Linked DNA regions of Mus musculus: region 2 is linked to region 1. The links are chromatin contacts, called in public promoter capture Hi-C maps. All regions are on one chromosome and are shown on one strand. The core of a region is the stretch at or near the end of the contact, and the rest is flanking DNA. Distances in the headings are between cores, read along the strand shown. Region 1 holds the start of 4930447F24Rik (RIKEN cDNA 4930447F24 gene). Region 2 holds the start of Gpx1 (glutathione peroxidase 1).

Evidence for each region. Promoter capture Hi-C pulls out the DNA fragments that hold promoters and counts their contacts.
Region 2: a contact with region 1 is called in a promoter capture Hi-C map of embryonic stem cells, with 3 times the contacts expected there. The contact joins the promoter of Gpx1 here to the promoter of 4930447F24Rik in region 1. A contact is called at or near these places in 10 of 39 promoter capture datasets (the 3T3-L1 cell line, cranial neural crest, embryonic stem cells and 6 more), 1 of 484 Hi-C or Micro-C datasets (the G1E-ER4 cell line), 5 of 115 datasets of contacts at active chromatin or transcription factors (bone marrow-derived dendritic cells, fetal liver, memory CD8 T cells and 2 more) and 1 of 9 other capture datasets (adipose tissue).

The regions. Positions count from the first base shown.
Region 1 is chr9:108,132,249-108,139,732 of GRCm38.p6, reverse strand. It overlaps 4930447F24Rik (RIKEN cDNA 4930447F24 gene), which reads right to left and starts at 6,015. Exons shown (of 3, transcript NR_126078.1): 1 at 5,943-6,015; 2 at 2,167-2,316; 3 at 1,166-2,069. It overlaps Bsn (bassoon), which reads left to right. Exons shown (of 12, transcript NM_007567.2): 2 at 138-546.
Region 2 is chr9:108,337,339-108,344,196 of GRCm38.p6, reverse strand. Gpx1 (glutathione peroxidase 1) reads right to left here and starts at 5,117. Exons shown (of 2, transcript NM_008160.6): 1 at 4,639-5,117; 2 at 3,855-4,420. The coding sequence starts at 4,884. The coding sequence ends at 4,061. Rhoa (ras homolog family member A) reads right to left here. Exons shown (of 6, transcript NM_016802.5): 6 at 6,254-6,858.

The DNA of each region.
Region 1 (7,484 bases), core at 4,766-7,265:
TAAATAGCAACTGTGACGCTATCACTGTGCAAGAGAAAGGACAGTGATGGGACCTGGGGTCACTTTGGTTGGAAGGGACCTATGTAAGCTAATTCTATAAGATGTGTCTCTAACAACCGTTTTAAATGTCATTTCAGTGTTCCCCGGAGACTGGACCCCAAAGAGCCCCTGGGCAGCCAGAGAACAACTTCTCCAACCCCAAAGCAAGCATCTGCTACTGCTCCTGGCCGAGAGAGCCCCCGAGAGACAAGGGCCCAAGGCCCATCAGGCCAGGAGGCCGAAAGTCCCCGCAGGACGCTGCAGGTAGACAGCAGGACACAGAGATCAGGACGGTCCCCCTCGGTGTCACCGGACAGAGGCAGCACTCCCACGTCACCCTACTCTGTCCCCCAGATTGCCCCTCTTCCCAGCAGCACCCTGTGTCCAATATGCAAGACCTCGGACCTCACATCAACCCCCAGCCAGCCAAACTTCAACACCTGCACCCAGTGTCACAACAAGGTCTGCAACCAATGTGGGTTCAACCCCAACCCTCACCTCACCCAGGTAAGGACCTCAGTGCCACCTGTGTCTGACCACTGTCTCAGCATCTCTCCTCTGCTTCCTTCCCTTCCTTCTACCAACCTCAATCAGGGCTATCTCCCTTCCCCACCAGTGCCCATGAATCCTGATGGGGTGGGGAGAGTATTGGTGGTGGTTCCAGGATGTGGAATCAGAGGACAAGGTCTGACCCCAGGTCTCCTGAGAGATTCCTGTACCCTAAAAACTTAGAAGGGGCTGGAGCAAGGACTCCACAGTTAAGAACACCATCTGTTCTTCCAGAGGACTGGGGTCCAGTTCCTAGCACCCACAGAGTGGCTCACAATCATCTGTATTCCAGTCCCAGGGGCTCCAATGCCCTCTCCACCCAGGATGCACAGAGACATCCATGCAGGAAAACAACCATACTCATACAAATAAATACTTTTAACCTGGTGGTGTGGCACATGGCTTTAACCCTAGCAATCAAGAGGCAGAGGCAGGAGAATCAGGAGTTCAAGGCCAGCCTGGTCTATAGAGTGAGTTCCAGGACAGCCAGGGCTACACAGAGAAACCCTGTCTCAAAAAACCAAACCAAACCAAATAAAACAAACCAACCAATCCACAAACTTAGAATCTCAGAATAGAAATTCAAAAGAAACTGGTTTAATTACGCCTTGGAGAGGGCAAAAGAAAAGGACACGATCTTCCAGTGGCTCCTCCAGTAGAGATGACCATACACTCCTCTGGGCTTGGGGCTGAGGGGTGGGAGGATGGGAGGAGAAGGCAAGCTTCCCTAGCTATGGGCCTGCCTCTCTCCTTGACAGTCCTGCAGAGAGACTCTCATAAGAGGACCAGATTTCTAGGAGGACCTGGGAACGCCTTCTAGCAGGGGTCTGGACAGCTCCTCTCTGGGTTCAGTTCCAGTTGTCTGGGCGTCTAAGGTGGTGGACTAGTCTGTCCTCCAATTTTGTGGTAGAGACCAGGCATTCACAAGGTATCCACGTCCTATTCTCCCAGCAAGCTATGCTACAGGACGATATTCATGAGTTTAGCCTCCTTTTGCCCCCAAAGAACTATGGATTCACATCGCCATCGTAGCTTTGTTCAGGATTTCTCTGTGTTGGAGGGGTTGCCTAACAGAGCTTTTGGGGGCTCCCATGTGTTAGCTAAGGGAAAGCCATACTTTTGAAATACAATGAATGGGTTTTCTGGCATCCTTGTATTCCTACAGGGTGACCCATAGAAGTCTCATCTTCTCCCCACAAAGACTCTGAATTGGACAGGACACCGGGTAGCCTCTGCAGGCAGCACTGGGATTCTCGGCAGCTGGAGTTGTTTGGACCGTGTGGGAGGGGGATAAGTGAGAATGACTGTTAGCAGGTCAGGGTCTATATATGCCAGCATGAGGTGCTGTGGGTGTGGGACGTGTGGTTTGCGAGAGGTACGTGCGAGATGCCGAGGCAGGAGGCGATGACTCAGTGCGTTTGGAGCTGCTCCTGGAATGTGGGGGCTTCCTGAGGAGGCGTGCACGCTCGTGATTACTGCATCTGTGATTAGAAACAGACCCAGCCCCGCGCCGATCAGTTAAGTAAGTGTTAGCTGTTCCATATTGGGAAAAGTGTGATCAAAAGAGGGGAAGCTCACCTGTTTGATCCTACCGCCTGAGAAGCCACAAGCTCCTGGCCTCCCGGGAGCAGGAAGACTTGGTGGATGGCCCATGTTTCTGTGGGATGGCCCCTCATCGTGAACCCCCTGGGTTCCCAACTCCATGAGATGCTCTCTTGTGCTGCAGCCCTAGGTGGGGTGGGTGAGAAGAAAGAACCGCACGTGGTGCGTATCCCAGCACCCCTTATGCCACAGCCTTAGCCACTTCCTCCAAGCCCAGAACCTTTAGAGAGATGGGAAGGGAGCCAGCCTTTAACTGTGCCTAGAAAAACAGCAGAGTAGGAGGACCTGGAGACTCTCAGTCCATCTGCCTCGTTGTGCTGGGCGGAAGCTGGGGCTCAGGGCCAGAAGGAAAGAGGGCCTCAAACTTACTGCAAATTGTCAGTATTTGGTGGAGAACAAACCTCTTGGCCAAATACTTCAAACCAATGCTGGGCTGGATGAGTCAAGTGGTCCTTTAGCACAAGCTTTTGGCATCCTTGGGGCATCCAGGGCTCTAAGACAGTGATGAAAGTTGGCAGCCTCTCCCAGGCTTGCTTCTACAGAGCATGGGTGGAGCTGCCAGTCCGCAACTCCCCACTGGAAAAATGCTGTCTTACTCTGTTCCACAGGCCCATGCCCAGCGACGGTCTATTCTGCTGGGGCCTCCAGATGAGATCTTTGCTTTCTTGGAGCTGGATTTCAGGGGTATTCCTGTCAAGGAAAGCTTAACCTTGGCACAGTTTCCTGAGGAGCGGCAAAGCACAATGGTCACATTGGTGTCATTGTCCTCTGTCACATGCTGAAAGCAGAGCCACCTCCTGGGTCATACCTTGATGTGAAGAGGAGACAACTCTGCAGGCTTTGCTCGCCCATCTGTTTCATCTTTCCTGGAAAACCACTCGTTTGCATACCTCTAACTCAGTCTAGGCTAGTCACTCCTCTGGAAAAAGGTCAAGTCTTTTTGGATTTTTTTTTTTTCAGTTCAGGGCAGGTAAAGAATTTCACCTGAGGGTTGGAGAGATGGCTTAACAGTTAAGAGTACTTCTGCTTGACACAAGAGCAGAGGGCCTGGGTTGTTCCAAGTACCCACAAGGCAGCTCACAACCATCTATAATTCCAGTTCCTAGGAAATCTGATGCCCTCTTCTGGCCTTCATGGGTATTGCGTATACATGGTGCACTGAAGTGCTTACAAGGAAAAAATGTGAAATAAAAATAAACCTTCAGGGCTGGTGAGATGGCTTAGTGAGTAAGAGTACTGACTGCTCTTCCAAAGGTCCTGAGTTCAAATCCCAGCAACCACATGGTGGCTCACAACCATCCATAATGAGATCTGATGCCCTCTTCTGGGGTATCTGAAGACAGCTACAGTGTACTTACATATAGTAAATAAATAAATGAAAAAAAATAAAAAAAAAATTAAAAAAAAAAAAAACCTTCAGCGGGGCGTGGTGGCGAAGCCTTTAATCCCAGCACTCGGGAGGCAGAGGCAGGCAGATTTCTGAGTTCGAGACCAGCCTGGTCTACATAGTGAGTTCCAGGACAGCCAGGGCTACACAGAGAAACCCTGTCTTGAAAAAAATTTTTTTTAAATTACAAAGATTTCACCTGTTAGGAACTCTGCCAAAAGACCATGTAGAGGGTTTCATTTTGGCATCAGTTCTGTTTTTACCACACATAAGAAACCCTTGCTCTGATATCACATTGGCAACCAGAGGCCAGAGACGCTAACATTCAGAGCCGGGGATGGGAAATGGGGAAGTGCTTCTCCTTGTCTTCTCTTCTCTCTTTCTTTCTCTTCTTCTTCTTCTTCTTCTTCTTCTTCTTCTTCTTCTTCTTCTCCTTCTTCTCCTTCTCCTTCTCCTTCTCCTTCTCCTTCTCCTTCTCCTTCTCCTTTTCCTTCTTCTCCTCCTCCTCCTTCTTCTCCTCCTTCTCCTCCTCTTCCTCCTCCTCTGTTCTTCTCCTACCAGGGGTGTGAGGGCTGCTAGCCCAAACCCAGACAGGGTTTCTCTGTTTTACCCTGGCTGGCCCAGAGATAGATTCACTTCAAACTCCACTTGAGAAAATTACCAGGCTGATGAGATGGCTCAGCAGGTAAAGCCACTTGATGCCAAGCCTGACAACTTGAGTTCAGCCCCCAGGAGCTGCATGGAGGAAGGGCAGAAATTGTTCTTTGATCTCCAAACACAAGCCATGACAACACACACACAAAGACACCACAGAGACAGACACACACATAGACACACATAAACACACATAAACACACACAGACACACACAAACACACACAGACAGACACAAATACAGACACAGACATACAGACAGACACACAGACAGACACACAGACAGATACACATACAGACACACATACATACACACACACATACACACAGAGAGACAGACAAACACACAGACACAGACAGACACACAGACACACATAAAGACACACACAGACACATACAGACACACATAGACAGACACACACATATACACATACACACAGACACATGCATACACACACACACACACACACACACACACACAGACACATAGACAGACACACATACACACAGACACACACACACACAGAGTAAACAAAGAAAACTGTTTGAAAATGTAAATAAAACACTAGAGGAAAGAGTATGGTCAGGACCTTATCTACTCCAGGCTTAGCCGTTGCTGAGGCAGAGGCAGAGGCAGAGGCAGAGAGGCAGAGAGGCAGAGAGGCAGAGAGGCAGAGAGGCAGAGAGGCAGAGAGGCAGAGAGGCAGAGAGGCAGAGAGGCAGAGAGGCAGAGAGGCAGAGAGGCAGAGAGAGAGGCAGAGAGAGAGGCAGAGAGAGAGGCAGAGAGAGAGGCAGAGAGAGAGGCAGAGAGAGAGGCAGAGAGGCAGAGAGAGAGGCAGAGAGGCAGAGAGGCAGAGAGGCAGAGAGGCAGAGAGGCAGAGAGGCAGAGAGGCAGAGAGGCAGAGAGGCAGAGAGGCAGAGAGGCAGAGAGGCAGAGAGGCAGAGAGGCAGAGAGGCAGAGAGGCAGAGAGGGAGGCAGAGAGGGAGAGAGGCAGAGAGGGAGAGAGGCAGAGAGGGAGAGAGGCAGAGAGGGAGAGAGGCAGAGAGGCAGAGAGGCAGAGAGAGAGGCAGAGAGGCAGAGAGAGAGGCAGAGAGGCAGAGAGAGAGGCAGAGAGGCAGAGAGAGAGGCAGAGAGGCAGAGAGAGAGGCAGAGAGGCAGAGAGAGAGGCAGAGAGGCAGAGAGAGAGGCAGAGAGGCAGAGAGAGAGGCAGAGAGGCAGAGAGAGAGGCAGAGAGGCAGAGAGGCAGAGAGAGAGGCAGAGAGGCAGAGAGGCAGAGAGGCAGGAGAGGCAGAGAGAGAGGCAGAGAGGCAGAGAGAGAGGCAGAGAGGCAGAGAGGCAGAGAGGCAGAGAGGCAGAGAGGCAGAGAGGCAGAGAGGCAGAGAGGCAGAGAGGCAGAGAGGCAGAGAGGCAGAGAGGCAGAGAGGCAGAGAGGCAGAGAGGCAGAGAGGCAGAGAGGCAGAGAGGCAGAGAGGCAGAGAGGCAGAGAGGCAGAGAGGCAGAGAGGCAGAGAGGCAGAGAGGCAGAGAGGCAGAGGCAGAGGCAGAGGCAGAGGCAGAGGCAGAGGCAGAGGCAGAGGCAGAGGCAGAGAGGCAGAGGCAGAGAGGCAGAGGCAGAGAGGCAGAGGCAGAGGCAGAGGCAGAGGCAGGCAGGCAGGTCTAACTTACTGCCCCCATCCTTAACCTCATGACAAGCCCTGGGCTTGGATGCTTACCGAAGGTGGGTTGTGCAAAGAAGGAAGGGAGCCAATGTAATGGTCTAAGCCTCTCCCTTTAATGTCTGCATCCCACTGCTTCCAGCAAAGGCCAGGACACCAGATGGCCTGGGGGTGGAGCTATGAGCAGCACAGAGTCCTCAGCCCTAGCCAGCAGCCTGTCCCCTTTCCTCTGCCCCATCCAGGCCACACTGCTGTTTGGGCCAGATTCAAATGAGGCACAGGTGTCCTAAAGGCATGGGATGAGGCCTCCTCCAGGAGGAGATGACTACAGTGCTTCCCTCTAACCCTAAATAAAGTGGAAGTGGACCTCCAGGCAGGCTGGGGCAGGAAAGGGATCTTAGCCACCATGTGCCTAGTCCTTAGGCCATTTGCCTTATAGAAGCCCCCCTGATTAAAAAATAACAGCAACAGCAAAACCATTCAGTCAACAGGGGAAAGTCCTCCAAGCTTCTAGGAGCTCTTAGGCAGCCAGCCCTGGTGTTAGAACGCGGCCCCAGGCTGCCTGTTTTCTGGAGACAGGGCCGACCTTAACTGTATCTGTAGGATGGAGAGCAGAGACACGGGAGAGACAAGAGTGCTGTTGCATGGGCTGTTTTGTGGCTGAGGCCATCAGGCATGGAGTGCTGGCACTGAAGAGCCTAGGCATCAACCAAACAGGAATGGGAAGGATCCAGAGCAGAACAATGCAGCTCACCACTAAATCATATATTGTTTTTTTTTAAAGATTTATTTATTTATTTATTTATTATATGTAAAGTACACTGTAGCTGTCTTCAGACGCACCAGAAGAGGGCATCGGATCTCATTACGGGTGGTTGTGAGCCACCATGTGGTTGCTGGGATTTGAACTTCCGACCTTCGGAAGAGCAGTCGGGTGCTCTTACCCACTGAGCCATCTCACCAGCCCTAAATCGTATATTGTTATATGTAAAGCCAAGTGAAACAGGACAGAGACAGTGGAGTAAAGACGGCCAAGAAAAGGGGGGATGAGATGGCTCAGTGGGTAAAGTTACTTGCTGCCAAACCTGATGGACCGAGTTCAACTCCCAGGACCTACAGGGTAGAAGAAAACTGGTTCTTGCAAAAGCTGTGATACATGCCCACACAGGCACACACAGACCCTCAAGTAGTCAGAGCAAACTTGCCAAAAAAAAAAAAAAAAAAAAAAAAAAAAAAAAAAAAAAAAAACCACACACACACACAACCAAGTTGGAGGGGACTGGAGTGATGGCTTTGTGGTTAAGAGCACTTGCTGCTCTTCCAGAGGACCAGGGTTCAGTTCTCAGTACTGGGATCGGGTGGCATAGCTGCCTGTAACTCCAGCTCCTGGAGATTCGATGCCCTCTTCTGCTCTCCACAAGTACTGTGCATGTGCACACACACATAAGAGTAAATAAAAAAAATTTCAAACAAGAAAAAGTGAGATCCTGACTCAAAAAGGTAAATAAACACAAAATCAAGCTAGGCACAGGATGCTCATCTTTAATCCCACCAGTCTCCAGGCAGAGGCAAGCAGATTTCTCAGTTCAAGACCAGCCT
Region 2 (6,858 bases), core at 3,868-6,367, 210 kb before region 1:
GCCTCCCAAGTGCTGAAATTAAAGGCATGCGACACCACTGCCCAGCTAGGAGGTAGGTCCATTCTTAACAAAAGAAAAGTATACAAATAAATAGACATACACCAACCCACCAAGAGACAATTCTGCACTCTATCTGGGAGGCCAACCTTGATAGTTTCTTGTATAAAAGCTCTCTGAGGGAGAGGAGCTGGCTAGGTGGCTCAGCAGATAAGAGCACTTGTTTTTTAGTATGACCTGGGTTTGATTCCCACCACCACTCATATGAAGGCTCACAACTGTGCATAACCACACTTCCAAGGGATCCAGATCTGACCTCCTTAGACACCAGGCCTGCTCATCCATTCAGGCAAAACACTCCTACCCATTAAAGAAAAGAAAAGAAAAGAAAAAAAAAATCTCATACACATAAAAATTAAATTTTTTTCCAAGACAATGTTTTTCTGTGTAGCCCTGGCTGTCCTGGTACTTGTTCTGTAGACCAGGCTGGCATGGAAATCAGAGTTACCTGCCCCTGCCTCCTGAATCCTGGGATTTAAAGTGTGTACAACCACAAGTGACAGTGGGTCCTCCTTAGTAATAAAACCACAGTGCTGTGAGAAGGCTAGAACTGGGCTGAGATGACGGATACTCAGAAAGCTAAAAGGACCCAAAGCTCAAGGCCAGACTGAGCTACAGAGTCCATTCAAGCCCCGCCTAAGCAATTAATAAGATCCTATCTCAAAAATAATCAGAAGACACAATTCACTGGTACAACACCAACCATGCTGCACGCCCTGGATTCAGTCCCCAGCCAGTTTCTATCCCTTCCTGCTGCATACACCTCTCTCTCTCTCTCACACACACACACACACACACACACACACCTCTCACACACCTCTCTCCCTCACACACACACATCTCTCTTTCTCACACACACACACACACACACACACACACACACACACACACATACATCTCTCACACACCTCTCTCCCTCCCTCACACACACACATACCTCTCTCTCTCTCTCTCTCTCTCTCTCTCTCTCTCTCTCTCACACACACACACACACACACACACACACACACACACACACAGAGGAGTAAGATGAATCTGAGTGTGGTAATGTGCTAGTCAGTGCCCGCAATGCCAGTTACCTGGAAAGCTAGGCAGAGGAACTGACAGTTCAAATCCATCCTGAGCTACATTAAGGCTAGCCATTGCTACAGAATGAGACCTTTTTTTAAAAGAACAAAAACAAAAAGAGTAAAAACATAAAACAAGCCTGTGATTTAGGTCTGTGGCAGAGTACTTGCCCCATATGCCTAAAGTACTGGGCTCCATCTTTGGTACTACAGAATGAAAGCCTTTAAAAACATTATGAATTACAAACCATTACCATTAATCTTGTTTTTATGGAAGAAGAAAGCCGTTGCCAGCATTAACTCAGAGCCTACATCAGAGGGCGGCAGCTTCCTTTTCTTTTTTTAGTTGTTTCATCTACACCATTTATGGTAGTTTTAAGGAAGTAGGGCATGTCCTCAGAACTAACAAAAAAACGAGGAAGCTAATTTTTACCAAAGTGATAAATTGTTGTTTGGGGAACTCCATTAGGAGGGATGAAGCAATTTGATCAAAGGTTAATCGTACCAGAGCATCTGACCTCATTTGACAGTCATTTTGACAAATAAACAGAAACAGCACTTTTGCTAGAATTGCTAAAATGGAGGTTTTTGAACCTAGTTAAGTAACCACAGGGCACATTGGCTTCTCAGAAGGTCTATGACCTAATGCAAGTTCCCAAAGCAAACAAACAGTACCCTACAGTCATGTCGACCAGAGGCCAGGCCCTCCAAGAGCTCAATGGGATAATGGGATTCCAGTTTCATTTGTTTGGACTGCTGAGTCAGGAGGTGGGCACAGGGCAAAGCCAGAAGCAGTTACAAAGGTGACTGTTTCTGTGAATTTTATTTATTTCCTCTCTCTCTCTCTCTCTCTCTCTCTCTCTCTCTCTCTCTCTCTTTCTGTCTCTCTCTGTTGGTTGGTTTGAAATCTTGGGAAAGTACTGAACTGGAAATGGGCATAATTCTGTGTCTGAAGACAGGATTGGAAAAGTTTCCTGTGAGTGAGGCTCCTGCCTGCAGTCTGAGGAGGAATGCTCCCCACCCCTTCAGCTGTGTTCAGGCTTAGAACTTCCCATTCCCTGCAGCCCAAGGCCTTAACTAATAGGGAAAAATGGTGGGTGAGGGAGGGTGAGTCACCACACAGCCAGAGGGAAAGAGGCTGAAGTCTGCAAGGTCCTGGGTTCCCTCCCACCCCTAACCATACTGGTTCAGCACACTGAGAGGCCACTAAGTGCAGACTTCTCAGGTAAGTAGCTTTAAAGGGTTTCTAGAACAGCAGTTAAAAACATATTAAACATATTAAAGACATTAGAACATGTTAAAACATTGCTTTGAAAAAGTTTCCCTTAATCTCTGCACTCAGGAGGCAGAGGTGGAGGAAGGCAGATCTGTGAGTTCAAGGCCAGACTATACAATGATCTATACAATGAATTCTTGGCCAGCCAGGGCTACATAAGAAAACTCTGTCAAAAAAAGGAAAAACAAATGTGTATATTTTTGTGTATACTTGGTTGTCCATATCCATATTTCCAGCACTTAGGCAGTGGGCAGGCAGGTGGATCAGGAGTCTGAGGACAGACCTGATCTCCGAAAGAAGCAAAAGTAAACTAACAGGGGACATAGTGGCTCTCACCTGTAATCCCAGCAATTGGTGGAGATAGGAGGATGTTATTACAGGCTGGCCAGCATGATGACAGTCATCATAGCAATCAAGAGACAGAGCCAGAATTGCTGGGAGCTGGGGGTCACCTTGAGCTACAGTCTTAAAACAACCAAGGGCTATGGACATGGTTCAGCGGTAAAAGCATTACATGGCATCTGTAACGCGGTATATTTCCTCCCCACCTAACTGCATGCACACATAACCGCTTGTTTAGAACCACGGGATATGTTTCTGAGTTGGTTCAGGAGTAAGAGGCCCTTAAAGTCACCAATTAGGCACACATACCAGGATGGCAATAGCCTGTAGACCACTCTAGATTGCTTCATACTACCCACAAGTCTCTGGATTCATGTTCCTAAGAAAACAACTGAACCTAGTTACTGCAGAGTGTCTGGGAGGTTATGATAAGAAACAGCTCCAGGTGTGTCTTGAGATATTTAAAGGGTGGGGCCCAAGCAGTAGCTGTTGGCCTTTAAGATATGTATGTTTTAAGATATGTCCTATTCTAGGCCCAAATGTGTAAACTTGCAAGGTTTGACAATCATTTTTTCTGCCTCAAGTAGGCCCAGGCTGGTCTCAGGACACACACCCCCCACCCCTCCTGCCACACACTCTACACCTGCCTTCCACCTTTTCCGTCGGAATCTCACAACACCCAGCATAAATTAAGGCACTGAGTAGCAGTGTGGGTTCATGCAGCAAAGAGAAGCTGGTAACACTGTGCAAGGCTGTTGCAGCTGTGCAAAACAGACTTCTGTGGGCAAAGATCTAGATTTCTAGAGTCTTGTGTGAACAGGGGCACACAGTCACTTCCTCATCCACCAAAAACTCAGAAAGGAGAAGTTCACGTTTGGGGTTAGGGTGGCCTTAACCGTTAGGCAGTCTGCCCTTGTCTACTGGCTTCCTCCTTCTGGAGTATGGCCTCTGCTGTAACGGCGACTCAAGACTGACCTTAACCATGTCCTGGGACAGGGAGAAAGAAAAGCATAAGGGGCGGGGAAAGGGACGTTTAGGCTCTGGGATTGAGTTCCTTATCCCTGACTATGAGGCTATCCAAAAGGTGACAATGACACAGGACACACAAACAATTCTGATATTCAGCACTTTATTCTTAGTAGTGAAACCACCTTTCATTAGGTGGAAAGGCATCGGGAATGGATGGGACCAGCGCCCATCTGAGGGGATTTTCCTGGAAATCAGGTGTTTCTCCGTGCAAATTTAGAGGAAACACCATCATGGAAGAACCGCCCCCCAGAGTGCAGCCAGTAATCACCAAGCCAATGCCAGGGCCGCCTTAGGAGTTGCCAGACTGCTGGGACAGCAGGGTTTCTATGTCAGGTTCGATGTCGATGGTACGAAAGCGGCGGCTGTACCTGCGCACGGGAACACCGTCGGGGCCCACCAGGAACTTCTCAAAGTTCCAGGCAATGTCGTTGCGGCACACCGGAGACCAAATGATGTACTTGGGGTCGGTCATGAGCGCAGTGGGGTCGTCACTGGGTGTTGGCAAGGCATTCCGCAGGAAGGTAAAGAGCGGGTGAGCCTTCTCACCATTCACTTCGCACTTCTCAAACAATGTAAAATTGGGCTCGAACCCGCCACCAGGTCGGACGTACTTGAGGGAATTCAGAATCTCTTCATTCTTGCCATTCTCCTAGGGAAGACAAAGGCATTTATTTATGTGCTAGGATTTCGGAAAGAATGTGCTTTTTAACTGCAAAACAGAGGTTTCCCGATGAGTCACCAGGAAGTTGCCCTCCTTGTATAACCGAGGATAGGCCTGCATTCCAGCTGTAGTACCAGAGGAGAAAGTAAGCGGTGTCCCGCCCGTGGGAGCCTAGAGCCCAAGGCCACCCATCTCGCCCCATATACCTGGTGTCCGAACTGATTGCACGGGAAACCGAGCACCACCAGTCCACGAGGTCCCAGACGCTTCTGCAGATCGTTCATCTCGGTGTAGTCCCGGATCGTGGTGCCTCAGAGAGACGCGACATTCTCAATGAGCAGCACCTTGCCCCGCAGGGAGCCCAGGCTCACAGGCTCCCCGCCCGTCAGCGGGCGCGCGGAGAAGGCATACACGGTGGACTGTGCCGCCGCGGAGAGCCGAGCAGCACACATACTGGAGATGTTGGGACTCAAACGTGGAATCCGTACTAGCGCTCACAGGGCCCTGCACCTCCTTTTAACTGGATGGTGCTGAGATCACGTGGCATCGCTTTCTTTCCGGCTGGCAGCCAGCTCTAAGTCTCAGGGTCCCGCCTTATCCGGCCTCTACCCTCCCCCCATCGAGGAACAGGGAAGAGGGTGCGGCCGGGCTAAAGCGCCTGGAGGTGCCTAGGGCGGGTCTGGTCTAGCTCCTGTAGCACTAGTCTGGAAGGAAGCTGCTTGCTTAGGCGGGGATCTTCCAGCTCTGTCTTACTCAACCGTTTCTTAATTAGTCTAGAGTCCCGCCTAGGAAGATGGCCTCTGGCAATAACAACGGCTAAAGCAGCTCACGCACAGCTCCCTTATATTGTGTAACTTTACCCACACGTTTCTAGTCATAAGGTTATAGGGTTTTAAAAACATAAGTTTAATTACACTTATTGTTTAATTAAATCGAAGGAGCATGCATGTTGAGGTCAGAGTTGGTTCTCTCCTTCCACTCGGTGATAATTTGGGAATTGAACTCAAGAGGAGCTGCGTCGCATCAGGTGGCCAGTGTTTTGTTTCTGAGACAAGGTCTCTACAGAGCCCTGGCTCGCCTGGAACTCCAAGTGCATGTTTTCGTTTTGTTTTGTCTTGGGGGGTGTCTCCATCTCATCAGTGTTTCTGTATGCAGTCTTGGCTGTACTAAGGCTTGTTCAGTAGCCCAGGCAGGCCTAGAACTCAAGAGATTTACCTGTCTCTTTGCTTTCATCCCGAGTGCTGGTACTAAAGGCTTGTACCACCCATGCCTGACTTTTTTTTAGTAGCACTAACAGCGCTATCAAAGGCAATTTCTTTTGGTTGTTTTTGTAAGGGTGGACAGCAGTGCAGGACTCCCTGCTCCAGACTCTAACCTAGCTCCTCTCAGAACACGTGCTTCTAGTGGTCCTAGATTCCTGCCCCCAGTGCAGTTTGGTCTTAGTCCAGAAAACCCAGCCCCTCATGTCCCCTCTATGACATTCCACTCCACTTTTTTTTTTTTTTTTTTTTTTTGTCTTTTTTAGACAGGGTTTCTCTGTATATCCCTGGCTGTCCTGGAACTCACATTGTAGACCAGGCTGGCCTCGAACTCAGAAATCCACCTGCCTCTGCCTCCCGAGTGCTGGGATGAAAGGCCTGCGCCACCACACCCGGCTTCCACTCCACTTTTTAGATTTGAACGTGTCACAGGGAAACCACTTCCATGTTCTTGGGAGGAGACAAAAGGTTAGTCTAGAAGAGGGAGGGAGTAGGAGGAGCTGGTGCCATTCAAGAAGCCTCTCCAGGGGAGTCTTTCCGGCGAAAGCAACACACAAGAGAATACAGGAAATTTAGAAAACTGCCTTTATTCTATTAGTTGGAAAAATTAACTGGTACAGAAAAATGTTTAGTCAGCTGGAGAGAAGAGACCCCCCCACCCCCACCCACTGCCACCCATAAGAACTGGTGGCTCCTCTGGGAGGCAACTTGGATACAGTGTGGAGAAAGGAGCACTGTGACTTAGAGCCAGACCCTGCAGTCCAGGTGAGAAAGGCTATGCCACCTCCAAAGTATAACTGCCTCAGGCGGGAAACCAAATTCCTACTTAGTCCAGTCTGGAAAGGGGTACTAGAATGATATATAGGGCTGAATAAGGGATATGGCCATATTTTATCAGAGAAAGTGACAAAATGGGAATTTTAAAAATGAATTCTTCCATCTGACTTTATTTCCAAATACACTTTCTTAAAAAAAAAAAAAAAAAAGAAAAAAAGAAAGAAAGAAAGAAAAAGAAAAGAAGCAATACACTTTCTGTGGGAATGACAAATATCAGTATTAGGAAATCCAATTATACAAAAAATACTACATCTAGTCTGGGGTAGATATATTTATTTTTTGGTAACATACATTAAGTGGCACTAATTACACAGTAACTATAAGGTAACT